Regions from separate parts of the Mus musculus genome. Here regions 1, 2, 3, 4 and 6 are each linked to region 5. The links are chromatin contacts, called in public Hi-C and HiChIP or PLAC-seq maps. All regions are on one chromosome and are shown on one strand. The core of a region is the stretch at or near the end of the contact, and the rest is flanking DNA. Distances in the headings are between cores, read along the strand shown. Region 1 has its middle 73 kb from the start of Slc25a24. Region 2 overlaps Slc25a24 (solute carrier family 25 (mitochondrial carrier, phosphate carrier), member 24). Region 3 has its middle 55 kb from the start of Slc25a24. Region 4 holds the start of Slc25a24 (solute carrier family 25 (mitochondrial carrier, phosphate carrier), member 24). Region 5 overlaps Vav3 (vav 3 oncogene). Region 6 overlaps Vav3 (vav 3 oncogene).

Region 1 (4,235 bases), core at 955-3,454, 170 kb before region 5:
TCATGGAGGCATTTCCCCAACTGAAGCTCCTTTCTCTGTGATAATTCCAACCTGTGTCAAGTTGACACAAAACTAGCCAGTACATGTATCTTTGAGAATATAAAACAATATGATTAAAGCATTAAGCCATGAAATAACTTATGTTGAAATAAATCTTGTCTCTAGTACTATCACCTCCTCCAACAATTGCCTTATTATTTTAGTAAAACATAGATGTGTACATGTATGTTTTATATGTGCATATGAGCAGAGATGTATATTTGAATCTTTTAAAAAAATTCACCAAATCACAGACATGATATCTTTTTGTTGAGTTAATTTCCCAGTGAAAACACTTGTTGGTTATCACATTACTAGTTCAATATCTACTCCAGCTGCTATCTTAATCAGTTTCAAGGTATGGAACTCTGAACATATGCCCATATTCTTAACTGCATGTTTGCTCTAAAGCCAAGTTTTAATTATCCTTTGCTGCATTCCAACTTCCTCAGTGTTTTATTTTGAACTGAACTCTTTGGAATTGAGAAACACTTGCCTTTTGCACTGCATGAGGTCTTGAAATTGTGGACTCTGTTTTCTCTCTTTCCCATGAAAGGATCAAATATTCTGAACTCATTTCAGCCCTCTGGCTCCTTGTTGGAAGCAGTCAGCTGTAAGAAAAATACACAACTAACATTTTGTTTTCCGAACTCTTCACTAAGGCACATACATTCACTTGACAGGTGATCTGCCTTCCAGGTTACTATTGTGACTGCTTTACTCAATGCTTCTTGTTGCCAAAAATGAAAGACCATTTCAGCCTCTGAGTATGGCTTCTCTTTTCCTGACCCACAGACCTCTAAGCCAGTGCCATATCTTCTGGGATTTTTTGCTGCAGCAGAATCCCACTTCTGGGACCAATTTTTTGTGTCCACCAAAGTCGACCTAGTTTGGATGAAAGGATCACATTCTTTTAAATATTTGATGGTTTAAACACACTGTCACGGGTTCATTTAAGGTCAACAGAGACCATGTTCATAATTTTTCCATGCTAAGAACTTCTCTGATCATAGCAAAGGAAAAACTAAGGGTGCCCTGGTCATTTGTCTAAGTGACATGGACTTATCTTTGTTCCTTCTTTTCCTTACCATATAATGCAAGAAGTGGATATCAGAAACCTTGTTTCCTAAGTTCCTACGTCAGCCAACTACTTGGTTTGCTAGTGGGAGGCACTGGAGGAAAATCCAGGTAAATCTTTAATATTGGAAGTGATGGGGACAAGTGTAGTACAGCAGGAGTTGTACCACACTAGTTGACTAGTCTGAGGCTTTCTCTCTGCCCCTCCAGTTGTCCTCAGGGTTACTTTCCAAGTTCCATTTGAGTGAGTCTTTTGGTGGTGTTGAGTATTTGTCAACTTTAAAAAAAAAAGATGAAGGACAATTTTATTAGCTTTTAGAAGAGAAAAACTCCTGCAAGGCAGGCAAATTGTACATCTTCCAGGAAGATGGGAATGGAGGACAGAAGAAAAGAAATCTATTTAAGTGGACATGGAGGTCAGACACATGGCAGACAAGCAGCCACATGATGGGAGGGGAAACTTCAGAGAAAGAAGAAAGAGCCAAAGTACTAAAGAAAGCATCCCGAGGTTCCGGTCAGTGTCTGGAAGAGAGTCAGAAGCATTTTAGGTTGTTGGCTTGGGTTTTCAGGGTGAGTTTGGAAGTTTCGGTAACTCCACCTCACTGCCATCACTCCCCTTGAGGAAGTCCTTGGAGAGACCTCGCATTTTCTTTGTGAGATCCTGGGTCATAAAGTTTGGGTGAATTTAGACTGTGATCCTCAGAGGCTGTGAAATCTCAGGAGAGAGGCTAGATTTCCTCTTTGTGCCAATGCCAGGTACAGGCACACGGTCTCTTTCTGCAGAGAAGGAGGCATTTGTTCCTCATCTTCTTTATTCTGAGCCTGGTTGAGATTTCCCTTGTGTGCAGGTCTCTCTGTGTGATTCTCTGTGTTTTGAAGGATCTGGGGTTTGCTTTCCTTTCCTGGGCATTGTGAGTTTTACACTCTTTGCCTCCAGGGCATTGCAAACTTCCTGCAGGGTTTGGTCTCTGCTTCCCTTGGCAGGTTCTTGTTCTCAGCTCAGACTTGAACTTCCTTTGTACCATCTCTGGGATGGATTCATAGCAGTTCTTTAGAACTGCATGTTTCATTTTGCGTTTTAGATGATTCATTTGGGAAGGTTGTTTAAGGTGACTAATGCTGAGATGACACACGGAAACCCACATCTCATTTCCCTTTTTATAGTAGAAGAAATAAAACACACTCAGAAAACAGTATTCATTTAAAAATGCACAACTGTACCAAACTGATGTGGGAAATAGATAAGATGCTTAGTTATAGATAACTAGGTTGTCATGATTACTAGCTAGTAACAAGGAACTGGCTATACTTATCCTTTTGCATTAAGTTTCTCAGTTCACCTTGGTTGTTGTGATGTAAGAAGACATGTTTAAGGAATCGAAATAAAATTGGCTGGAAATCCCATCATTTCTTGTGCCCCCTCAGCTTCTTTTCTGTTCTTATATTGCTTCCCCACAAAACTCTCACTCCTATGTAGATCAGTAGACTTCTCTTTACTTCACTTCTTGCCTATCCTGAATTCATCTAATTGTTCACCGTAACTAAGGGAAATTAAGACATAATAAACATAAGATTATTTCTAGATCTCACCACCTAGTTTTGCAAATCGTTATCTTTCTCCTCCCTCTTCTCCTCTCCATGTGATCTTTGGTGATGATAAATGTGATCAGGCAGAAAGAGTATGGATCTAGTGTCTACACTGGGCTACAACTTTGGTGAAAAGAACCAGAAATACCAAATGTTTATCAGTTTGGCTTTTCTGTAACACTTTTAGTGGATATTTTTAGTATATATTCAAGGACTTTTTTTGACAGAAAAAAAAATCATTGAAAGGCTTCTAGAGCATTATGGATCCACTGAATCTTTTCATAATTTTCTTTGAAACGGGGTCAAAATAACACTTGTGATACAATCTATACCATCAGGTTATGTGGCTACTTTCATCCAGTGAAAATCTGTGGTTTAAGTGGGGTGATTTTATAATATTTTATCGATTAACCATTCTTTACTAGCAATTCGTTTAGTCATGCCATCAATAAACCATTTTTTTTACACCATTGTTAAAACTACAACATTTCCTTTTGCTTTGAAGAAATTCAAGTTTTGAAGACTATCAGAATCTTGCGTTTAGAATATTAGTTGCCTCACAGGCAGCTTAGGTACCAGGCATGTTTAGATGATGTGGTGTGACTTGGATGCTGAGTGAAGTGCCCTGCGGGGAGCAAGCAGAGGTACTTTAGCACAGGGGACTCTGGGTGTCCTAGTTTTGTTTCCTTTTGCTGTGATAAAACACTCTGACTAAAGCAACTTGGAGGAGTAAGTATTTTAGCTCACAATTCCAGCTAAAAGTTCATCAAAGGGGAGAAGTCACAATTCCAGGTAACAGTTCATCACGATGGCAGGAAGCTGAACCAGACAGTCATATCCACAGTCAAGAGCAGAGGGACGGTGAATGCATGCACACTTGTCCTTAGCTTGCTTTTCGTATCTACTCTTAGACAGTCCAGAGCCCTGCCTGTGAAATAGTGCCATCCATATTTAGGCTGGATCTTCCCACCTCAATTAATCCAACTAAGAAAATCCCTCATGGATGTGCCCTCATGCCAGACTAATCTAGACAGCTCCTCACTGAGGCTCCCTTCCTGGATGACTACATTATTTCACATCGACAGTCAGTGGTCACCTCTTATTTGGACACTTGAGTAGGTTCAGGCACGTGTCTGCATTTCACGCATGGTCTTCACGTCCCAAGGGTGTCATGTCCGCGGCTGGTGGGATGCTCTCATTTCTCCTTCACTTGATGGTATGCTTCTGTACTGATCTATCTTAATACTGAGGTGCTTATCAGGGTGTTAAGGTGGGATGGAAAGAGCACTGGGTTTCAATCAAAACGTTTCTGCATGTACTAGGATCTTAGACAAAACATTGAATCTATGAATGACATGGATATTACCCACCGTACAGGACTGTTTTGGGAAGATTAAAAATTAGTAGGAGTTCTGTATAAACTGTGGAGTGATTTGAAGATCTTATAAAAATCATCTCTGTCTCCCTCTTTCCTCCGTTCTTTCTTTCTTTCCTGTAGAGATTTCTTCCAGAACGTCTTCCTGTCTCTCAGG
Region 2 (4,208 bases), core at 767-3,266, 210 kb before region 5:
GAATTGAAAATGCAGATTTCTCAAAACTCAAAACATCAGTCATTTAGAATTAAATTCTTTAGACTCACTGCTAATTTTCTCTATCTATCTATCTATCTATCTATCTATCTATCTATCTATCTATCTATCTATCTATCTATCATCTATCTATTTTTTTTTTGAGACAGGATTTCTCTGTACCCCTGGTTGTACTGGAACTCACTCTGTAGACCAGGCTAGTCTTGAACTCAGAGATCCACCTGCCTCTGCCTCCCAATTTTTGCTGGGATTAAAGATAGGTGCCACCATGCTCAGTATGCTAATTTTCTTTCATTGCTAAAAATTGGAGTAGAAAATTGATAGTGTATTTTGAATCTATTTCAAAATTATACCCACATGTTGCAAGCATAGGGTGTTAAGCAATAATCCTGCACTGGTGACGAGGGGAAAAGGACCCTGAGCCCATTCATTTTCACCTCTCAACATTTCGTTGTCCAGTTTTTGTGTCCTTCAGCCGAGTGACTTTGAGTTTGACAGAACCCTAAAGGCAATCTGCAGTGGGATCTCTCTGTAGTATTTGGATCTACTTTTCTCCAAATAGTGAAAGTGACTGGAAAAGACCATAATCCATAGATTCTATTTTCAGCAATGTATAATTGCAAGTAGTATATTTTTCTTGAAGATGGAATCCAGGGCCTACATGCCCGCTAACCAAATGCCCTGTCACTGAACCTCTTAAACCTGCCAAGGGTTTTTTTTTTGTTTGTTTGTCTTGTTTTGTTTTGTTTTGTTTTAGTTCAGTACGAGTGTTAAGTTGGAAAGCAGATGTTCATTCTGTAAAGTAGGCAATAATGTTGGCTCTGCGAGTTTATCATTCATTTATCTTGTTCTTTAATCATCTGTTTAAACTTTCAGCATCGACTCTGATGGGACGATGACCGTGGACTGGAATGAATGGAGGGATTACTTTTTATTTAACCCTGTGACAGACATTGAGGAAATTATCCGTTTCTGGAAACACTCTACTGTAAGTCTGCTTTATGGATCTGTAGCTCCAAGCCACAGGCATAGTGCTGATGCAGGAAACACACCTCAAGGGAGACAAACAGAGTTTATTCTGTTTTGAAATGAGGGACCCTAGCCTGGTAACATAGATTCAGGTTGCCCTAAATTCAATGTCCCAACATGGAAATAGTTCCATGAGGTTTTGTTTTGTTTTGTTTTGTTTTGTTTTAAATAGTAACGGGGCAAGCAAAATCATAACTCAGGACACTTTTCAAATACATTGGTAGAAACATCAGATAGATGGCTTACAGCAAAGTAGGGAAATTTCTACTATGGACCTCAGATGTTGTGTGATGATGCTCTTAGCCCTTGTGTTGGTGGAATCTAGGGGTCATTCATGTCTTCCAAAGGGTTTATGTAATAGCCACAAGGATGCTAGGCTACACACAGAGGTGGGCAGTAAATACATATTAAGGGGAATGAAGACAGTTAAGATAGGCTGGCTCTAGACTTGCATGTTAGGCTACACACAGAGGTGGGCAGTAAATACATATTAAGGGGAATGAAGACAGTTAAGATAGGTTGGCTCTAGACTTGTAGCACTGCAAGCTTTCCACATCACTGAAGTTCTGATCAGGCTGTTAGTCTTCACAGTTGCTTATCCTTAATGGAGCTCTGGTTCACAGTAGTTACCACCCAAGAGCATCAAAACACCTTGGGAAGGGTGGCCAAGTCTCAAGAGAGTACCGGGATCTATTTGATTTCTACAGTTCTGTTTATTCTGTTAGGCACAGGATTATAGAATATCTTTAAAGCTCCCCCCCCCCCCCCCCGCAAGGTAGTATAAATACAGCTTTTCTCAAAACTTGGAGGAAGTCCTATCTTGATGAACAAGCTGTCTGGCTCTCATTAGCATGTGCTGCTTCTGCTATGGGGAAGTCTGGTAGTCCGATGACACACATTACCAAAGTCATTCCTGTGCATCCAGATAGCTAAAGATGTTATGGCCTCGGGTCCCTGAACCTTTGCTTATTTAGGCTGCCTTGACTCATTGCCGACATAAGGTATTGCATTACTCACTGAATGCTAGGGAATAACTTTGACTCATGTGGTTGGCATTTCCTGCCAGTTTATACTTCACAAATTTTTTATTGTGATTCTTTCATTAGCATTCTGGCAAAATATATTGGTATAAATTAGGTTTGTCACACAGTCTGTTTCTTGAAGCCTCTGGGGACCTTCTGCAGGCTCTCCCACCCCTCAACCTGTGGATTTGTTCTCTATACTTGGAGGGAAGTGTCTTTGACTCCCACTTAATACTCTGAGAGTTCACACTGTCACCAGTAACAATGTCTACGTTTACACAGAACATCATAAAATCAATTATGACTATACATTTTATACTGTGAACTTTGTATTATATCTTTGGGGATAGTTGTTAACATTTGATGTTATAATCATAAATTCATTTTATTGGGAACAAATGGAAGAAGAGAGAGTTACTACCAGCTTGGTTTATTACCTTTCATTCTTGCCCATAAAGTTTATGACAAGGTCATTTTATATGTGTGGTGCTAGGATCTGGAACATGTTAGGAAAGTGCTCTGTGACCTAGTTATACCCACCACAGCATTTAAATAATTAAGTTGCAAAAACAATTATGTGGGCTCGCTCCTAACAGTAACAGCTCCGACACAAAAAGAAAGTTCTGGGCTTATCTGTTTGCGACTGAAGAACTGTGGGATCTCTTTCCATTCCACCAGGGAATTGACATAGGGGATAGTTTAACTATTCCAGATGAATTCACAGAAGATGAGAAAAAATCAGGACAGTGGTGGAGGCAGCTCCTGGCAGGAGGTGTGGCGGGCGCCGTCTCTAGAACGAGCACCGCTCCTTTGGATCGCCTCAAGGTCATGATGCAGGTGAGCAGCGTGCCTTATGCTCCCTTTATATCTTAGGAAATATTATTCTACCATTACCCCTCAGATTAGTCTCATGTCTAAGTATTTGGTGCTGTCACACTAAACCGTAAATCGTTAGTACTTGTATGTAATGAAATATTAGTCTTTGGTATTCCGTGACTTTAAATGTTCAATTAAAAACCCTTCACTGCTATTATAGGGTTCTCATTAAATTACTCATGTTTTCTTTGATCTTATGACTTGAGAAAGCAGAGGATTTCTCAAGTCTAGAGTTTTGGTGACAAGAATGTAATTTCAAAAGTGATTCTAGATCTAAGGTTAGCAGAAAAGACCTGGGTTTCCAGGCAGAGTTGGCTACTTACAGGCATTGGGCTGGTCATGAGGAGAGAAGAGAAAAGAAAGGATATCCATTTGTGCACGTGACAGGGACCCATTTAATATTCACAGCAGCCTGAAAAGCAGGTGGTTCGGCTTCATTTTGCATATGTAGAAACTCAGGGGGTAAAATTAACATTTCCTTGATGAAAAAGAGGAGATGAAGCACAATAGAGCTTAACAGCCAGTGCCTTGGTTCCTAAACTTCATGTGACCTCTGAGATCTCATGTTTCCTCCATCCCACAATGGGCAGAGTGTCTAACAAGGATGGCTCTGAAGTTTAGCTTATATAAGCACTGGCATATGTCCTAGAAGAACATAGTGGCTGCCTAAGAATGTTTTTATTTTATGTGTATGGGCATTCTGCCCAGATGTATGTATTCTGCCCAGATGTGCGTATGGGCACCCTATGCATGCAATGGCCGTGGAGCCTCTGACACTGGAGTTACAGATGCCGTGTGTGTGTGTGTGTGTGTGTGTGTGTGTGTGTGTGTGTGTGTGTGTGTGTGGTGTGTGGTAGGAACCAAACCTGTGTCCCCAGGGCCGTCCTACAGTTCCTTAAAATGTTTTTAAAGCTGTACAGGCAGCGCTTCTTTTTATTTTTAATTTGTTTGAACAAAATATTTCTGACAGTACTTTAAGTTACCATTCCTTCATGATGCATCCAATTCAAAAATGTGTTTACAAATCTAGCTCTTTATAGAAAATGGGAGAGATTTGATAGAGGCTGTTTTCTTTAGTAAACTGACATCAAGAAAGCACGCATTTTCCCTTGTCATATGTTATCATGAAGTTTATTATTTAAAACAAAATGGATCTGTTAGGATTGTAATTTCCACACACCTGCAGGCCTTTCCAAAGTCTCCTTTCAGGTTTAATACTTCACTAGATGGCCTTATAAAAACACGGACTCATGGTCTTGGTTG
Region 3 (4,578 bases), core at 1,750-4,249, 180 kb before region 5:
AGCATAATGTTAGGGATGGAATACAGAGCTTTGCAAATAGTAGGTAAATGCTCTACCATTGAACTATATATACCCTCTGCCCCACGTATAAGTGTCTATTGTTTTGGGTATCTAATATCTTCAATGAAGGTGAGGAAGTGGATGGGGAATTTCAAGGGACAATGTCGCTAGAAGGGTAAGGCACAGTCAGATGGCAGAAACTCTGGTGGAGCAGAGATTTTAAAGCAGGCACCTGTGAGCCATTGGTCTAAAAGGAGAGTGGCCACTGGGGCATCCACATCCCACCTTGCCTTTGTATGGGGGAGGTGTATTTTCACAGGAGATAATATTAGAATAGGGTAAGCACATAATGCAGACTGTTAGGAGGCAAAGTCTTGATGACAAAGAGCAGATAAAGGAGAGTTTGGAACACAAAGAACCAGTTGATGTAGGAGTGTGTGGCAGCATGAACTTCATCAGCCCTCTCTCCTTCTGGACCTGGGCTTACTATGGGTGTGTTCCCAAAGCAGGCCACTGGACACTGGGTGAGCAGCAAGAGGGTAGCTCTGAAAATCCTATCCTGAAAGAACACTCAGGTCAGCTCTCGGAGAGTCCATTGCCCTTTCAGGATTCCATGGTACCAGGAGACCACAGGAAGCCATACACAGCCCCAAACATGAGAGAATAGAGCAGCGGTTCAGATCTCCTGCATATCAGGTATTTACATTATGATTTATACCAGTGGCAAAATTATAGTTATGAAGGAGCAACAAAATAATTTTATGGTTAGGGGGTGGTCACCACTGCATGAGGAACTGTATTAAAGAGTCACAGCATCAGACGGGTTGAGAACCGCTGGTGTAGAGGAATCTCAGACACCAAGTAGGAGACGTCGTGGGGTGGGGAAGCAGCAGGAGCCCCCGAGTATCCTGGAGGCAGAGTGATGACCTATATTTCTTTGTGGTGACTTTAACTCAGTCTCAATGAAGTCTAGTGTGGGTGGGCATGGCTCTCTTCAAAGGACAGGAATAGGATGAGCGGAAGGCACACTTTTCAAAGAGGGCTGTGTAGAAATCACTGTACAGTGACATGCTTGGGGAGAATGGGAGGAAATTCAACATTGTAAAACACAGAGGTTGTGCCTTTTAAATGAAGAATAACCAATTAAATGGTTATGTAATATCTCATTAGCCATTGAATTACCTCTGGTTGTATGTACTGTTTCCCTAAAGTTAATCTTTATCCCATTTCTGAAGGAATGAATCAAATCTCATGAAAAGAGATCTGGCCTCTTTATTTAAGTGCACAGGAAGAGGAGTCTGGACCAAGAGTCTTCCTGTGGCTTAGGACTTTTCAGTTTCAGCTTAATAAAGAGAAGCCTGAGGGATGAGAAAAGAGGTCAGGTTTTTTTTTTCTTTTCTTTTCCATTTGAGGTCCATAAATAGCCTAGAAAGAAATGGCCTGAGGTAGACAATTGTAAAGAAGCAACCCAGAAAAATCCTCTGCTGCTGAGGACAGGTTGTAGCAAGTGTTCACGGTACCAACAACAATGTAGCCATTAACTTGGAAAAAATAACAGAACATCAGAGATTCTCAAGGGATCAGCATGCTCAGGGATACACATCACACTGGGTTGTTCCTAGAGCTCATTTACTAGGAATGCTGAAAGGAAGGAGGACTAATTTAATATAAAGGCACGATAGGAGCTGGGACATGTTGATAAGCTGTGAGAACAGGGTGCAGGGGGTGTGAATAAGGCATGATGAGGGAAACGGATGTTCTGTTTAGTCTTAGAAAGAAGAAGAGCATGTTTTATATCCAGAGGATGGGTAAAAACAAAGAGTGCATTCTGGGAAATCACAGTTGTGCTGTGTGGCTCACTTGGGAGAATGGCAACAGTTTTCCTTAGACAGACAGACTAAGAGGCTGGATGGATGACTCAGTGGTTAAGTGCCCATATTATTCTTACAAAGGACCTGAGTTGCAGTTCCCAATACTTATGTTTTCATAACCACTGTAACTTCAGTCCCTGGGGTTCTGACCTTCTCTTCTGGATGCTATAGGCACCTGTACTCATGTGCGCATACCTACATAGATACTCAAATATATATATATAATTAAAGATAAAATAGATTTAAAAAGAAAAATAGATTGCTGTCAGTTACACACCGTGCTCAGAGAATGTTTCCTGAAAGGACAGGGGGTGGAGTTTAGACAAAAGGAATCACATGATCTGCTACCTCTTCCCAAGGGAAAGGGAGGCTGGAGGCAGGTGGCTGGTGTTGATGTTGGTGTTGCTGTCTATTGTAATACTAAGAGCACACCCCTAAGACCTGGGGTCTGCCCATAGATAGACCCAAGTGATGCTTTGTGACCCGCCCCTAAGTTATTTCTGATTGGTAAATAAAGATGTCAGCATCTTTGGGCAGAAGAGACATAAGATTCCTGGGCTTGGGGTTAAGAAGAACCACTAGGGGAGAAGAAGGTGGAGGAGGAAGGAGAAGCTGCCATATGTTAGGTGAGCCATGAAAACGTGGCTCTGAGGGCTGGCCAATTGGAGTTAAGAGCAGCCCAGATGAAACATAGTATGTAATAATTTGGAGTTATTGATAGGAAAGTAGAGTCTAATAGCATAGAGGGTAGATAGCTGCCCAGCTCTAGTGCTGATTAAGGTTTACTGTAAATATAAAGGTTGTGTGTGTGTGTCTTTTATCTGGGAACTGAATGAAGAAGGCAAGGCGCAGCAGGCTGGAGGCAGGACAGAAAGAAAGCAGCTTCCATACTCTCCTCTCTCATATCGATGTCTTCAGTGTGCCAAGCACATTATGACACACAATTTGTGCTTGACAAATAGGTGTTGAATGAATAAGTGAAAGAAGGAAATACAAGCCTTCTGCACTGGGATGATGACTGCGAGATCTTGGTGACACCTGTGCCTCTCTTTTGCTCCTCTCCAGATCAGCCAGCTCACCCTTCATGGCTTCAGTGTTCATAGCTCATAAATGCGAAGTGTCAGCTACAAAGACTGTGCAGGGAAGATACACTGAATGGGCGTGTATCACATCGTCAAGGAATGAGTCAGCACACATGTCCCCAAAAGACGGGTTCCTTTGGTTTTTCCAGGACTGACATCTTGAGTGATTTCCAAAGCAGTTTCCTGGAGTGGCAGCCGCAGGCTCCAGATGGCAGTGGACTAAGGAACAAAGGGAAGGAAGGAAGGAATTGTGGATGGTGAGGGGAGACAGTCCTTCAATAGTTTTTTGGCTATGAAGGAAAGAAAGGGAGGAGAGAGCTTGAGAGAGAGGCCTGATCAGAGCAGGGAGTGTATGTCTGAAGGGTGGCAGATTTATAAACTTGAGAAAAACCAATCAAGGAGAGAGGGTAAAGCCAGATACAGTAACAGAGGGAGGCTTAAATATAGAGAGTTAAAATTTAGAGACAATTCTTGTTTTTTTCTTTTTCTTTTGGTTGTTTTCTTTTTTTGTTGTTTGTTTTTTTTTGAAAAGGGATAGATTGGAGAGTGTAGGTCCCTAGGGTCCCTGTGCTGCCACTGGTGACGCTTGGATAGGTGAGATTCACTGAAACGATTCACTCAGCAATTCAGTTCTATAAGTTGAAGTGTTGTAAGTTCAGTGACACACACTTAAAAACAACACTCTTCCCAAGGCACACTTTGCCTTGCATGTAGTTTAGTTTTTAGATCCGTTTCTTGCATCCCTATTATCTCTAAGAATGAAAGAGATTAACACACAAGAAAGAATGTTAGTGATGTGAGAAGTGAAGCAATATGAAAGCTGTCTTCCTGCTCATTGCTAAGCACATTGATATTCCTGACCTAGAGACCAGGCATGTTTTCCATATTTTGTATATATTACCCTGGAGTATGAAATGTTAGCACGAGGGGAAGCAAAATTAAATTAGTTCCTTATCTAAGGCTTTTAGATGCCCTGGCATAAACCCCTCAAGGGCAACACACTGATCATTTCCCCGTGGATGGTGAAATTACAGTTTGCATAATTATTTCCTCATGATTTAATTGAAAACATTGACGATTAAGCACACGGATGCCAGAGACTCTAATGCAGGGCAACACATTTCCACCTTTTATCTCTGAAGCAGTCTCAGCCTGTAGAGTTTAAACAGACATGTTTGTGGAGGATAGGTTGAGTTTGGATGTGGGCGTGGGCCACTGTGTGCTGTATTTCGGGACTTCATCCCTGACTTCTGAAGTGGATGCTCAGGTCCTGGGGAGAGAAGAGGTTAGCCATTGCCCTCTCCCAGTGATCACTTCTTAATTCTGTCATTCAGTGTCACCCTACAGGCTCTGGCAATTACCCTCAGTTTTCCAACCCTCAGTCTGGCAGCTCAGAACCACAGGCTTCCTATTACCCGGGGTCTTTTGAATACCTCAGCTCTCCCTTCTGGCCCATGTTGCCACCTCCTGCTGAACTCTTATAGACACAGCCATTTACACACTAAGAACCTGCGGGCTGTCCTTGATGCTGTGTCTTTTTTTCCTCTGTTACCTGAGCATGTCCTTTTTCGTGACCTCCAGCTTTTTTTGTTCTAACTCATTTCTCTAATTCAGGGATAACCATG
Region 4 (4,341 bases), core at 1,607-4,106, 240 kb before region 5:
GAAGATGGGAAAGGAAAAAGGAGGAGGGGTGTGGGGAGGGAAAGAGGGAAGGAAAGAAGGAAGCATGGAGGGTTAGGGATGGAGAGAGGAAGGGGGAGGGATTCCAGTGTTTTATATATAAAATAGAAATATACAACATTGATCAATTGTCTACGGTTACTGTTATTTAAAAGATTCAAATTATTTGCACTAAAATATAACATTCAGGACACAGTTCAAATAAATGTTGAAACACTGAAGTCTTTTTTCCATTCATTTATTTATTCACTTTACATCCAGAGGGAGGGCCCCTCTCCTCCCAGGCCCTCCTGACACAGCCCAATCTCCCCAGAAACACGGAAGTCTTAACAGAGCTTTTTAAATTTCAAAATGCTGAGGCAAGGTTTTAAAGGCAATTGAAATTCTATTATTTAAAACAATTACAGTTGCTTTTAAAATGTGAAGTATTCACACGAATTAGTAATGATGGTGATTTCCATACTTAAGTGTCATGTTTTTACAACTGAGAATTGTTTACATTTATTTTGGGGATGGGATGGGTTGATAGTCTGGGCAAGAGACAGAATTCCCTTTTCATCTGGAATTTTGACTCTTAAATGACTTACAGAATTTCCAATTAGCTTAATGTGATATGAATGAGCCAAAACATAAAATGATTAGTTTCCTCACTGTACTGCTAGGACATCCAGGTTCATGTCTCACTGCACGGTGAAATCACCTTTCCGGTGATGATCACAGCTTTTTACGGGAGCTGTTCAATACATGGCCTCCTTCATGATCACTCAGATTTGAGAGAGCATCAACCGTGGGGAATTTGGAACCGAACTGGTCCTTGTGCAGAGGCTGATGGTTTGTCTGCAATAGCACAGAGCAATTGATTAGTAGCTGTTAATAAAAAGGGTAAACATGTTTATCTGCTCAAACCATGAGACTCCGGAGTGGTTATTCAAGCAGATCCCTCACTACTCCAAGTGATCCAGAGTAGGTGCTGATGTCTTCAAGGACCAAAACTGATGGGGGTAAAATATCTGTGGTTCCCATGGAAATGAAGGGCATGCGAAGGCAGCAAGTCTTTTAATGCAGGAGTGCTGAATTAGGCTGAACCCTAGACTTGTCCTTCCTGACCACAATAAATCAAGTAAAACTAAGTATGAACCCAGGTTTTCTGTGTGGCCTTTGTGGGAGCCCTTGGTTGTGGGCCTGACGAATGGACACAGGAAGGGAAGCCCTTTCATGGAGATGATTGGGGTCCGTGAGCATTTTCTTCTCCCATGCAGACAATTTTCTACGGTTGTTATCTCTGTGTTGGCCATCCTTCACCGTCACAGCAAATACTGGAGATAATGTTTATAAACAGGGAAAGGTTCACCTGGGCTGGTTTCAGAGGTTCCAGCCCATGGTTACATGACCTCATTGCTTGTAGGCCACTGCTGGGGGGGTGTGACCGCAACACTGGGGAGCACAGGGTGGAATAAAACCACTCACCTCATACGCTGCCTTCTGCCCTTTAATATCACCCCCCGAAAAAAAACCCTTCTGACTCTTGCAGCACATAACTCCCGATATGTTTCTGTCACTATATAGCTCTGCTCTTTTCAGAACTTCCTAGCATGCGATTGCTTTCAGAGCTGAGAGGCAGCTCCTAGTTCGAACACAGCACAGGTTGTTCCACTGAGGAACCTTTATTTCTGGGTTGGCAAGCGTCCTCAACATCAGCCATCTCCAGAGATGGCCTTAGAAGCCATTTTCCAGGAGAGCCAACAAAGACTGGTGGCGTCTGAGAGCCTTTCCAGAGGAAGGGGCTAATTTCCAAGACTATGGCTTGGAAGCAATAGAGGCCCAGAAACTGGTTACTGGCAGCCTTTATCTGCAGACTCTATTTATACACAGTATATTTTAATGTACAGAGTGGTAAGGAAGGAGGGAAATTCAAGTCCTCCACTTTGGAAGAAACAAGTGGTTTTAGTGTTCGTTTTAAATACCCGGACACAACAGGACATAACCACAGATTCTGCTAAGCAGCAGTGATTGAATTGAGACTATTCCAGAGAAGGACATTTCACTTGATGGCAAAGCAGCTGTTCATATTCTCATTTTACTGACGGGAGGCTATCCAGGGAAGCTACGTTAGGTCTTTGGAATTACACAGCCGAAGGAGCAGGTATCGAAGTCTCTGTAGTCCCAGCGTTTCTCCCGTTATCCCAGAAACTGTGTCTCACCTGAACTATAAATGGCAAACCTCAGGACCACACCTGTCTCGAAGGAAAGAAGCTGGGGTTTCTTTGTGTGCTGTGGGAAGGTACCCACTGTGTTCCATCTTCTCTCCTTTCTCTATGCCCTCTTGGGTGGCTGATGCTCCTCTCAGAAAAAGGCCTCTAGCAGGCCCCTTTCCTCTCCCTTTGGTCTGATAGCCATTTTCACTTTTGACTCTCTGTCCCAGATACCCACCTACTGCTGTCTTTCTGATGAACTCTGCACTTCTCCAAGTCTTCCAGCCCAACGGGGCTTTGAGGTTGAGCAACCTGCTCATCAAACTACCCCCAAACCCAAGCTTTAATAAATCTGTTGGCGAAGTTTGTGCCTTTGGGCAGAGCAGAAACCCTCCTTGCATTCCCCCCTTCATCCCCCCCTCCCCCCCAGCACCCTATCCTACCTGGTTCTGGAGTCAGGAAGCTGGCCCATCCCCTCCTAGTCGCCAGCGCAGGCCTGGGCCAGCTCCGCCCAGAGCAGCAGCTGGGCGACCACACCCTGTGCGGAGCTCAGTTCCTGCGAGCCAGAAGCCTCGCCCCCCTCCCCCCCCCCCCCCCCCCCCCCCCCGACGACGATCCAGACAACCCGCGGCCGCCGCCCCACCCCACAGGCCTCCGCACTCGGATCGCGCCCCACCAGCTCACGGTGACTTCCCCGGGACCATGCTGCGCTGGCTGCGGGCCTTTGTGCTGCCCACCGCCGCCTGCCACGACGCGGAGCCGCCCACACGCTACGAAACGCTCTTCCGGGCGCTGGACCGCAATGGGGACGGCGTGGTGGACATCGGAGAGCTGCAGCAGGGGCTGCAAAGCCTGGGCATCCCGCTGGGCCAGGACGCGGAGGAGGTGGGTCGCTGTAGGGTGTTGGGGTGGCCGCAGGCGCCACACAGCCAGGTCCTGGGAGGGCGGTGGCCTGAGGCCAGGCAAGGAGGAGGAACTATGCCCGCCAACCCGCTGAAAGAGCTCCAAGGAGTTGGATCTGGAAGGCGGCGGGTGTATTCCCAGATAAATTAATGTTGCACACTTAAAACTGTCAACACTTTTTGTTCTGAGAGCATCTCTGGTTCTTGGCTCACTTGTCCCGTCCTTTGCAAACTTTTCATGACCTGCTGTCAGACTTTAGTGAGTCCCAACTTTAAGTAACTTTGTTACAGCTAGAGTTTATTGTTTCAAAAAGGAGTTAAAACCGGCCTTGCTCCCAACTGCTGGGTGAGGTAGAAAGGCCACATTCCGTTTTTATGACGTTCAAAGTTAGTCCCCTGGGTGCACGCATTGATCTGAAGGGTTGACCTGTTGCAAAGCAATTGGACTTTCTCTGAGTCATATGAATTGTGGCCCTGACATCCAGGCTCCTTGGCAGGGTGGGGACACTAGATCTGGAACTTGTCCAGCCCGCTGTCTTACAAGAGGACGCTGGCTTTTCTATCTTAAGAGGAAGGTGCTTGAGTTACTGAGTGGGCCACAACTGTTCTGTACCTATATTTAAAACTCCTCTTTCAGTCACTGTCAATGCCATTAATAGAGGAGTCTTCACTTTAGTTTGTCCTCTTGGTAAGTTACAACTTTATTTTTTGGAAGCTGCCAGTTTTGCCCAAGGCATTATTCTATATAACTTTACAGAACTTCTGTGTCTGCAGGGGTCCCTCTTTCTTCCTTATCTCAGTTCTTCCCCCATCTTCACTCTGGCCATAGGTTTGCCTATTCGATGCACTTTCTGAAAGAACCAAGTTCGAGTGTGGCTCTTCTACTTGCTCCGGGCTGACTCATTTCCTCCCATTTCTTGAATCAAAGGCCTGCCTAGCTACTTTTGAGTGATAGCATCTCTTCAGCCACCCTGTGGCTGCATCTCAGAGGCATGTTTCGGTTATTAGTTGTTTTTATTATTCTAATCACTTCCAGGTGTTTTCTAATCACTGACATGATGTCTTTGACTTATGTATCATTCTAAGTGTGCTTTAGGTTTCCCAATACATTTTTGTTCTTTGAAAATATGAATAAATTAGACAACGCATCCGGGGCATGCCTCCAATCCCAGGACTCTGAGAGTTGAGACTGGAGAATTGTTGCTAGTTACAGGTCAGCTTGGGCTCTG
Region 5 (4,735 bases), core at 1,838-4,337:
TGGACCCAGGACTTGACATCTTATTTTGATCTCCTAGTGTTGCAGTCCCCTTTTAAACAACCTGCCGTACAAACCATTGTTTCGTTCTGGTCTTATGATAGATAGCAGGGGTCACTTATATTTTACTGACCAATGATTCCTGTGAACCAACATAGAGCTTACTTAGCATTGATGCCAAATAACTGCCTGTGAGTGCTTATCTGAGTATTCATCGACTATTACTACCAATAAACACAGGCAAGGATACGGACTTCAGGTATAATTTGTTAAAAATGTGACTTCAGAATGCTCTGAAAACATATGTGCAAGTATTTTTTGGGAGTATGTACCAGAGTACACTTTTAATTGAATAGGATCTTACATCTTTTTAAAAACAGAACAAAGCCATAATCTTTCATGTAGAGAGGACAAGTCTGAAGAGACAGTAAACACTTGCAGAAAGCATAGTTTATTTAATATCTAGTCAGCTTTCATCTTAGCCAACAGTTTCATCTCAAAGACCTATGATAATATTACCTGAGCATCCAGGAGGCTTGCCAGGGAACAATCTAGAGTCAAATAGCATAGCAGGACTTAATGGTGAAGATGAGCATTCCTGAGAGATTAGATTAGGACTGGAACATTTCCTCTCACTGGAGAAGGACAAGCTAGCTTATATTACAGTGTTAATGTCTGCAAGCTCAAGACTGCGTTTTATTCTTTCAAGGAGTAGAGTTCGTTCTTTGGTGCATCTGTTTGACAGCACTCATTGAACACATAGTTAGGCACGGGCAACACGGCCCAGAGCTAGATCTCTAAGAGTGGTCTGTTTAAGGGGAGGTGATTCTCCCTGCCCTGTCTTCATCCGTAGCCCTTCTGTTAGAGTATTAGGATATGCTTGCGTGTACGTTGCTTGGTTTCTGTTAGAGTATTAGGATATGCTTGCATGTACGTTGCTTGGTTTCTGTTAGAGTATTAGGATATGCTTGCGTGTACGTTGCTTGGTTTCTGTTAGAGTATTAGGATACTCTATATTGCTTGGTTTCTTTGGGGTCTTGGCTTTGAGACCGATTTGCCTATAGAGATGATGATTTTCTGTCCATTCTCATCCAAATGACCCACTAAGTAGGGGCAGTTCTATCTTCAAGTGCAAAGCCTATATACTTCTGATTTTATTGTTGTTTGTTTGCTTGGGTAGTGGTGGGTGTGGGCTGGGTGGAGAAGGGGAACCTTCATTCTCAAGATGAGCTTTGATCAAGAAAACACATTTGACCATTATTTTGTACCTATTACCAACTAGATTTTTCACTCAGTAGGAAAAGAGAATATTTATGCAGACTGTGGGGCATGGCGAAGCCCGCGGCAGCCAAGGCTGCAGGCATATGGTCATCTCTGCCAAGCACAGCTGTTTGTGATGAGTGTTAGGCTCAGTGCTGGATGAGCTGATGTTAGCCAGGGGGTGTGAGGTGGGTTTTGTGGGGGCTTGAAGCACTTAGATTTTGAGGATTGTTTTTGTTTTTTGTTTTTTGTTCTTTTAATTGCTAGAACTGACATTTTAGATGAGGTTGCAAAAGAGAATGGACCTTTTTAGTCATTAAACATAGAACAGATTTGCCATTTTCTCTGTATTTTGGTGTAAGGCCCATGCCAGGGCCGCAGACTGCAAAAGTGACTTTGCAAGAGTGGTATTGTGTCCGGTCAGGTCCTTCCTTTAAATTATGAAAAGCAGACTGAGGAAGGAAGTGATAAATTATCTTTAACACATCAAGTTAATCTCATTCTGGGGCAAAGGGCAGGCCTGGAGGGATGGATCGTATGTAATTTGGTTGTTTATCTACATGATCTTGATAGACCACCTGTGTTAGAGCTAAACTCACCAATAAAAAGCAGGCCAAAGAATGGTCTTTCTGTCTGAGCAGGTTTCAGAGATGAGGACCGGAAGAAGCTGAACTCTGTAAAGGTCAGAAATGTTTCTAACTCTAGTGGAAGTTCCTCCATAGTAAACCACAACTTGTCTTTGTACTAGGTTTGCTAATTATAAACGTTCTACCCATTAGATCCTGGAACTGTAGGTTTGTCCATGAAGCATGGTTATATAAGCTGTGGGTTTTTAATTATGTAAGTCTGCCAGTTAGATTATGGAACTGTAGCTTCGCCTAGAGAAGAACTTTAGATTTTATTGATAATTAGGACAAAATGGTCTGGGTGAGGCGGTACACATCTTTAAGACCAGCACTTGGGAAGCAGAGGCAGGCAGATCTCTGGGAATTCATGACCAAGCTATATAGTGAGACCCTGTCTCAAAACAAAAAAAGAATTATATGAATTATATGGAATGTTCTTAAGTTGAGAGAGACAAACAAGTCAGTGAGATCTTTGTAAACTCAGCATGAAAAGGAGTCATTAAAAAGGGGTGATATTGCAACATCTAGATTTTAAAGGTCATATTTTCTTAAGAAATCAAGGAGAAACAGGAGTGACTTGGTGGTATTAGGAGAATGGTCATTGTAGACAGAGAAACCCAGATTAAAAGAACAGTTGGCATTCATAAACATAGGTGAAAATGGAAGAGCTGTTTGAGGCAGTTTCGGCCTGGTTAGATGTGGGCTTCTCACAGTGACCTCTTGGTTGGGATCCCCTTGGTTGGAAGTGAAGGCAGACAATATTTGCTGAGTAATGATTACGTATGAGGACATACTCATAGCTCTGCATTTCTCCCTCATATGGGAGGCATTAGACTGTAAAATCTTGGGGAATATTTTAGAATATAAGAAAAGCAATAATCTAGTACAGGAAAGAAAAAAAGCAAGGCCTGGTGATTCCTTTGCAGAGTTAGCTCTGAAGTGTTAGCTCTGAAGTGGAAGAGGGCATCTCTGAGTTTGTCTGTATGAATGGACAATAGTGGAGAAACATGATCTTAATTCCAAGAGTAGTTAAACACGAGGGGACATGTTCTACCTCTGGCAGAAAATAAAAATACCGAAGATATGGCTTTTAAAATGCTCAGGAATGCTCATGTCTTGGGGTGCCTACGCAGCACTGCGTATTGAGTGTGGTCCTGGCATCTGCTGGGGCTGGGTTGGCGGAAATGGGAGGTCTCAGAGATGCCCTTCCTCAGGAAACAGTGCTTACAGCACAAAGCAGTCACAAAGCAAAAGGCAGTTGCAACAGATGCTGTGGCCTGAGACTCAGAATTCCTGCTTGTGAAAGATTGTGGTGGTGACGAATGTGAGGCAGAACCCAGATCCTGTTCCACCCCAAGTGACAGAAACATGGGCTTAGATGTCACCAGGGAGATGAAAAATATGGATGTTGCATGCTGGCAAAGAAAAGTTCCATGCCCAGGGTCCTTAGAGATTGGGACTGCAGACCTTTAAGCTTTGAAAGAAGCAGTAAGCAAAAGCTCAGAGCCAAAATTAACCTCGTTAGCAGCTGTCTCCTTGTTGACTTTGTTTTTGTTGTGTGCACATATAATATAATCATAGTGATTGTGGTTACTTTAACCACTTCTAAGTCACAGTTCAGTGTCATTGAGCACACTCAGTGTGTTGTGCAGCCACCATTCCCTGTCTTCAGAACATTATCATCTTCCCCAGCTGGCATTCTGCACATATTCAATGATAACCCCTTTCTCCGCTATCTCCTGGCTGCCACAATGCTCCTTTCTGTGTCTGTAGATTCAACTATTCGTGATTCTTCAAATGAATTGGGTCATTCAGGTAGGATAATATCCCCAAGGCCCATCCATGCTATAATATAGGTCAGAATTTGATTTCTTTTTAAGGCTAAATAAGTTTCAGTTGTTAATTTTCCTTACAGATTATCCATTCATCCTCATGGATTCTTGGAAAATTGGCAAGTATTGTAGACAGTCTGACAAAGCACACACCAATGGTGCTGCAGTCTTCTCTGTATTCTTCTGTCTTTCAAGTGCCCTGACGTTCTTCCTCTTTTCTATCTTATCTCCCCTGACTATTTCTCCATCTATCTGTCCATCTCTTCCTCCTTTTCTCTCACTCCCTCCTTTGTAATTATATGGGTGTGTGTTCTGTGTGCCCTGTGTATCCTGTTAGGTATTGGAAGCTACTCTTGAGGACTAACTCTTTAAATTTGGTGGTATTGGCAAGTGATGATCTTGCTTGCCTTGACATTCTTCTCTCCTCTTTCTGTCTGTCTGTCTGTCTTTTTTCTTTTTCTTTCCTCCACCTCATCTTCTTTCCCTCCTCCCTTCTGACTCGACCCTCCCCTCCCCTCCCTTCCCCTCCTCTCCTCTTTTCTTTCTCTGTTTCTTGTCCCTGGCTGTCCTGGAACACACTCTAGGCCAGGATGGCTACAAATTCAATGATCTGCTTGCCTCTGCCTCCCAAGTGCTGGGATTAAAGCTCTGAGCCACTGCTATTGCCATGACCACCACTACTGCCTGCCCTCGACATTCCTTAGGTTCTTTAAAAGTGGAGGATATAAAAGTTAAGACTAAGCTGAATTAATGTCCAGTGTTCTGAAAAAATTCTACTTTCTCAATCACAGATTAAAAAAGAAAAGAAAAAAAAAAAAAAGAAAACCAAAGAAACAAGAGCAAAAATAAAACAAATGACAGGGCAAGAAGCCCCACATCTCTCCCTGGGCAGCCCTCGCTCCAGCTGAGTGACTGTAGGAGAAGAGGATGGAGACTTTCAGTATTGCTGGAACTTGTTCTGGCTTCCTCCTGAGTATCACTTGAAAATCCCCTCTGCCTCTCTCCTATTCCATCCCCAAC
Region 6 (4,513 bases), core at 69-2,568, 130 kb after region 5:
AGCTTAAAAAAAAACAACCTTGAGTTCTTTTGAGAAAAAAAAATTAGAAACTGATTTTGAAAATGTTATAGAACTGATAAGTGCCAGGACAGGACTATAGCCACCGTCTAAGAGAGGACACATGAGATTCAGGTTGGGATGGGAGCAGAACACAGAGAGAAGGCACCTTGGGCTCCAGCTGCCTTGTGGAACTCTGGTGACACTTGAGCAGAGCTGCCTGGTGCTTTGATCTCTGGTTTCCAGTTGTGCATCTGAGTGGACACTCCTTCATTACCTAGTCTGAGCCTGCTGTCCCTCCTGAGCCCGCATGGTGGTCAGCCAGGGCGCCCAAGGACATCTCACCTCTTATGGTCTCACCGTGGCTGTCTCAGAGCACTCTTGGACCATTGAGAAAATCCCTGTGTGACTGACTTTTGGCTATTGTCTGCTCCCCATGGCTTCCTGTCCCCTCTGTTCACCCTTTCACTAATGCCATTCATTAGCCCTGTTCTCTGCTCGCCTATGTTCTCACTGACCCTGTTGCTTCTGGGATGCAATCTCCAGTTTAAAGTGGTAATGAGAAGCCGTGCCTACTTCTCTCACCTTCCTCACACAGTAGGTCTAATTAATGTCAGCCCAAATAAAATCTTGACTTCTTTACACACGTGTTTCCTTTCCCGTGGGGATAGAGGATGTGGGCAGGAAAGGTTGGTCAGGACGGGGAGTCACAGTAGCTCGCTGTTGCTAAGTCCTTACTGCCTTACCCACCTTTCTGGAAACTGACGTCCACAATCTCTTGTTTTGAAGTATCCATTTAAAAATCAACATATTTCATGGAACATAGGCTTTTTAGTGTCTTTCGGTATTTTTTTTGTTGTTGTTGTTTTATTTTATTTTATAAATATTCTTGTCTGTATGCTTCAGAAGGGCAGGGAATTCATAGAGGGGATTTGAGGATCTGGCATTGATCTGTGTCTTTGTCTGTTCACAGTCTGTAAACATCGTCTTTATAGAATAGATGTTGTTCTAAAAATACCACATTGACCAAGCAGCCTTTATTTGTTTTGACTAAATTTAGTATTAGTATTAGAATGATGAAGAGAACAGACATAAAAGTGAAGGGTCTTGCAGCTACTCATTGTAAGATCACCATGCAGTCTTCCCACCCTTCTGTCCCATGAATTTAGCTGTATTATCTTCTAGTATTGAATATAATAAATGACCACCATTAAATCATAGGAGTTGCTTAAACCAAATTTTCAAAGCATGATTAAAGGTAATGCTTAAAGCAGACCTAAGGTAATAGACTATCGTTTGGCTCCCTCTAGTGGTGCATGTTTACATGACAAGTCAAGCTGTATGATTTCTGTCATCTGGGTTTTCCAGCTCCAGGGGGAAAGGGACATGGGCGGGGAAAGACTGTAGTTATTCTCAGTGTTGACAGATCAAAGACAGAAAGTGAAGTATTTTGTAAATCAACAGTTGTCATACAATTATCTCCAAAGAACAAAATAAATTGCCATTAAGATGCACATTAAAGTAGCAGGAATAATATTTTATTGCTGTGTTGTTTTTCTTGCTAAGAGGGCCTAAGACCACAGCATACAACACAACCAGAAGCAGGGTGTTCTCTGGGGTTCTGTAGCACTGACTCATCCCAATGGTGTGTGTCTCAAACCCTACTTTAGCCAGAGGTCTGAGGACTACTTATTCCAGATGTTTTTAAAAAACTAGACTTTTCACTTAGAAACACATAATTTTGGCATCTTCAAATATCAGTAATTTTTATTTCCTAGTGTTTCAGCAGGAGGTTAGGGTTAAACCGCAGAGTTTTGGAGCCACTAGCTTTGCTCCCCTGGTCTCCAGGTCGCTTGCTTCACTTTACCCCTAGGAACCATTAAAAGCATCCCCTCTGTCCTTATGCTCTTGTTAAAAATGATGAAGCCGTGTTTGGTTTATTTTTAAGTTAACAAGTCTATATACATGTCATGTAGAACATGCTGTTTTGAGCTAACTGTGCACTGTGGAGTGTTTAGACAGAACCGACTGATGTGTGTCTACTCTACTTCATTTTTTTTAATGCTACCATGCCACGCCTATTCTTTTCACAATTTTCAAGAATCCAAGAATTCACAGGAGATTGCTATTTATAGTCAATATGTAATTACAATTTCCCATGTAGTTAATTTTATTTTCTATAATAAAACTTCACAAACATTTGATGGACATTCTCACCCCACCCCCGCCAATAACTTAACGCGGAAGTTAATTAGCTGTTCTTATTTATGTTTTATAGAGGTGGGTTCACCTGAGTGAACAAGGCTCCCAATGGGCTCCCTCCTGAGCCAGGAGTTTGGAGACCCCATTTATGGGACTGGTACCCCGCAGAGGCTCATTTGAGGGATGGAGATCCTTGCTCACGCTTCTGTCCTGGGGCTGAGGCTTTTTAGAGGACACTACCTCAATCCAGACAGATGCATCTTCCCCCATTGCCGTTCTTACTCAAAAAGAATCACATAGCAGATCCTCCTTTGCTGCGCTTGATTTTGAGAGTTTGAGCCATCATGTTTATCATTAAAAAAATGCAGTTAATGAGAAAATGAATTCTGGATCTAGATGGTTTCCTCAGTGAGTTTCTGCCAAACGATTGAAATGAAAGAGGAGTGAGATTACTAAATACAGATGCTAAAACTGTCAGCAGAGCACGCTTGGACTTAGGTACTGAAATACATAATCGAAAGTAATTTAGAGCAGAAAAGTTCTTGAAAGCACTAAGCAATTTCTTTTAGTGATTATAAAGAATTGCTACCTTTGAACCATTTATTTCACATGTACTGTGTTATTTCATCCTTACAATAATCTAATGATCATTAGCTATTCTTTGAAGACCTATCTAGAGGAAGAAGCCAACACTAGCGAGTTTAGGCAGTTGCTTAGAATTAGCTGGCTAATGAATGTGAAACCCGGATTTGATCTTGCGTGATCAGGCTAAGAACTGGCACGCTCAACCATTTTGCTGCTCAGTGATGCCTGCTGAGCTGTGGAAATATGTGATATCTGTGTGGCCCAAAACGTGACAGAAACGGTGATGACTGAGTGCCTAGAGCCAGGCCAGGTCAGCCATGGAAATACAATGTATGAGTTTTTTTTTTTTTTTAATTTTATTAGGTATTTTCTTCATTTACATTTCCAATGCTATCCCAAAAGTCCCCCATACCCCCCCCCACTTCCCTACCCACCCACTCCCACTTCTTAGTCCTGGCGTTCCCCTGTACTGAGGCATATAAAGTTTGCATGACCAATGGGCCTTTCTTTCCAGTGATAGCCAACTAGGCCATCTTTTGATACATATGCAGCTAGAGACACAAGCTCCGGGGGTACTGGTTAGTTCATATTGTTGTTCCACCTATAGGGTTGCAGTTCCCTTTAGCTCCTTGGGTACTTTCTCTAGCTCCTCCATTGGGAGCCCTGTGATCCATCCAATAGCTGACTGTGAGCATTCACTTCTGTGTTTGCTAGGCCCCAGCATAGTCTCCCAAGAGACAGCTATATCAGGGTCCTTTCAGCAAAATCTTGCTAGTGTATGCAATGGCTGATTATGGGATGGATCCCCGGATATGGCAGTCTCTAGATGGTCCATCTTTTCGTCTCAGCTCCAAACTTTGTCTCTGTAACTCCTTCTATGGGTGTTTTGTTCCCAATTCTAAGAAGGGGCAAAGTGTCCACACTTTGGTCTTTGTTCTTCCCAAGCTTCATGTGTTTCGCAAATTGTATCTTATATCTTGGGTATTCTAAGTTTCTGAGCTAATATCCACTTATCAGTGAGTACATATCATGTGAGTTCTTTTGTGATTGGGTTACCTCACTCAGGATGATGTCTTCCAGGTCCATCCATTTGCTTAGGAATCTCATAAATTCATTTTTTTAATAGCTGAGTAGTACTCCATTGTGTAAATTTTTTAAAAACAAATTTTAAGTTAAATAGCTTCACATATCTAGCGAGTACTAATTGAGGAATACAGATTTATTTGATTTTTAAGATATTCCAGTATAAGGTACAAAATATATGGGGTTAATGTGTTTAACTCTCCACTTTACTGGGAGGGGACTGTCACTCGCCTGTATTAGTAATCTGAATTAAGTCATAAAATTAACAGAAAAGAAACACAGGCACTGTCTGAGCTTTTAAGCTTCCCAGTCATGACTCTTCCCATTTTGCACTTTTGGAACCTATACATTTATATTTTCATCATTGTTAATATTGAATGGGAAAGCTGTTGCTTTTGAGGCAAGTGTTGAACTTTATTAAGTACAATAAACATTTTCTTCTTTTCCCCCCAGGTTATAGAAACATTATCTCGGCTATCCCGAACACCAATAGCATTGGCCACAGGAATCAGGTCAGTCTGAGCCTCTGTGTTTCCCGTCTCCCGTGTAGTTCAGTGCAATGTCATTTCCTGAATGGTTATTGTTTGCAAAGCTCTTTGTGCTTAGTACTTTAAGTGTCACATGCACATTTGAGATTTATTGAGCA

The links. A called contact is a pair of places that touch in the nucleus more often than the background predicts. HiChIP or PLAC-seq counts read pairs in DNA pulled down with a chosen protein or histone mark.
Region 1: a Hi-C map of bone marrow-derived macrophages shows a contact between it and region 5, with 25 read pairs. The contact joins two enhancer-like sites. A contact is called at or near these places in 1 of 15 datasets of contacts at CTCF or cohesin (the NIH/3T3 cell line), 4 of 484 Hi-C or Micro-C datasets (the Ba/F3 cell line, bone marrow-derived macrophages, embryonic stem cells and 1 more) and 1 of 115 datasets of contacts at active chromatin or transcription factors (CD8 T cells).
Region 2: a contact with region 5 is called in a Hi-C map of bone marrow-derived macrophages, with 36 read pairs. The contact joins two enhancer-like sites. A contact is called at or near these places in 6 of 484 Hi-C or Micro-C datasets (bone marrow-derived macrophages, granulocyte-monocyte progenitors, myocytes and 1 more) and 3 of 115 datasets of contacts at active chromatin or transcription factors (CD8 T cells, DN3 thymocytes and the HPC-7 cell line).
Region 3: a contact with region 5 is called in a Hi-C map of bone marrow-derived macrophages, with 37 read pairs. The contact joins two enhancer-like sites. A contact is called at or near these places in 15 of 484 Hi-C or Micro-C datasets (the C2C12 cell line, Sertoli cells, Th1 cells and 11 more), 7 of 115 datasets of contacts at active chromatin or transcription factors (CD8 T cells, DN3 thymocytes, the HPC-7 cell line and 4 more) and 1 of 9 other capture datasets (bone marrow-derived macrophages).
Region 4: an H3K4me3 HiChIP or PLAC-seq map of bone marrow-derived macrophages shows a contact between it and region 5, with 3 times the contacts expected there. The contact joins the promoter of Slc25a24 here to the enhancer-like site in region 5. A contact is called at or near these places in 9 of 39 promoter capture datasets (the 3T3-L1 cell line, the HPC-7 cell line, cranial neural crest and 5 more), 3 of 115 datasets of contacts at active chromatin or transcription factors (the HPC-7 cell line, bone marrow-derived macrophages and effector CD8 T cells) and 2 of 9 other capture datasets (adipose tissue and liver).
Region 6: a Hi-C map of bone marrow-derived macrophages shows a contact between it and region 5, with 38 read pairs. The contact joins two enhancer-like sites. A contact is called at or near these places in 1 of 15 datasets of contacts at CTCF or cohesin (CD8 T cells), 10 of 484 Hi-C or Micro-C datasets (CD8 T cells, bone marrow-derived dendritic cells, bone marrow-derived macrophages and 6 more), 5 of 115 datasets of contacts at active chromatin or transcription factors (CD8 T cells, the HPC-7 cell line, acute myeloid leukemia and 2 more) and 1 of 9 other capture datasets (bone marrow-derived macrophages).

What each region holds. Positions count from the first base shown.
Region 1 is chr3:109,194,172-109,198,406 of GRCm38.p6, forward strand. No RefSeq gene overlaps it. Among named protein-coding and RNA genes, the nearest start is that of Slc25a24, 73 kb to the left of the region's middle. Within about 2 kb of position 2,205, at least 31 of the 459 cell types and tissues checked have an H3K27ac peak or open chromatin away from gene starts, as enhancers often do. A contact at or near this core is called in CD8 T cells and bone marrow-derived macrophages, where this site is marked.
Region 2 is chr3:109,154,100-109,158,307 of GRCm38.p6, forward strand. It overlaps Slc25a24 (solute carrier family 25 (mitochondrial carrier, phosphate carrier), member 24), which reads left to right. Exons shown (of 10, transcript NM_172685.3): 4 at 895-1,006; 5 at 2,748-2,906. Among named protein-coding and RNA genes, the nearest start is that of Slc25a24, 33 kb to the left of the region's middle. Within about 2 kb of position 2,017, at least 64 of the 459 cell types and tissues checked have an H3K27ac peak or open chromatin away from gene starts, as enhancers often do. A contact at or near this core is called in bone marrow-derived macrophages, where this site is marked.
Region 3 is chr3:109,175,837-109,180,414 of GRCm38.p6, forward strand. No RefSeq gene overlaps it. Among named protein-coding and RNA genes, the nearest start is that of Slc25a24, 55 kb to the left of the region's middle. Within about 2 kb of position 3,000, at least 50 of the 459 cell types and tissues checked have an H3K27ac peak or open chromatin away from gene starts, as enhancers often do. A contact at or near this core is called in the C2C12 cell line and bone marrow-derived macrophages, where this site is marked.
Region 4 is chr3:109,120,293-109,124,633 of GRCm38.p6, forward strand. Slc25a24 (solute carrier family 25 (mitochondrial carrier, phosphate carrier), member 24) reads left to right here and starts at 2,857. Exons shown (of 10, transcript NM_172685.3): 1 at 2,857-3,095. The coding sequence starts at 2,913. It overlaps Gm19391 (a long non-coding RNA gene), which reads right to left and starts at 2,782. Exons shown (of 2, transcript XR_867568.1): 1 at 2,654-2,782; 2 at 241-855.
Region 5 is chr3:109,358,959-109,363,693 of GRCm38.p6, forward strand. All of the region lies in intron 1 of Vav3 (vav 3 oncogene), which reads left to right. Among named protein-coding and RNA genes, the nearest start is that of Vav3, 21 kb to the left of the region's middle. Within about 2 kb of position 3,088, at least 69 of the 459 cell types and tissues checked have an H3K27ac peak or open chromatin away from gene starts, as enhancers often do. A contact at or near this core is called in the C2C12 cell line, CD8 T cells, the HPC-7 cell line and 2 more, where this site is marked.
Region 6 is chr3:109,490,458-109,494,970 of GRCm38.p6, forward strand. Vav3 (vav 3 oncogene) reads left to right here. Exons shown (of 27, transcript NM_020505.2): 3 at 4,321-4,379. Among named protein-coding and RNA genes, the nearest start is that of Vav3, 150 kb to the left of the region's middle. Within about 2 kb of position 1,319, at least 6 of the 459 cell types and tissues checked have an H3K27ac peak or open chromatin away from gene starts, as enhancers often do. A contact at or near this core is called in bone marrow-derived macrophages, where this site is marked.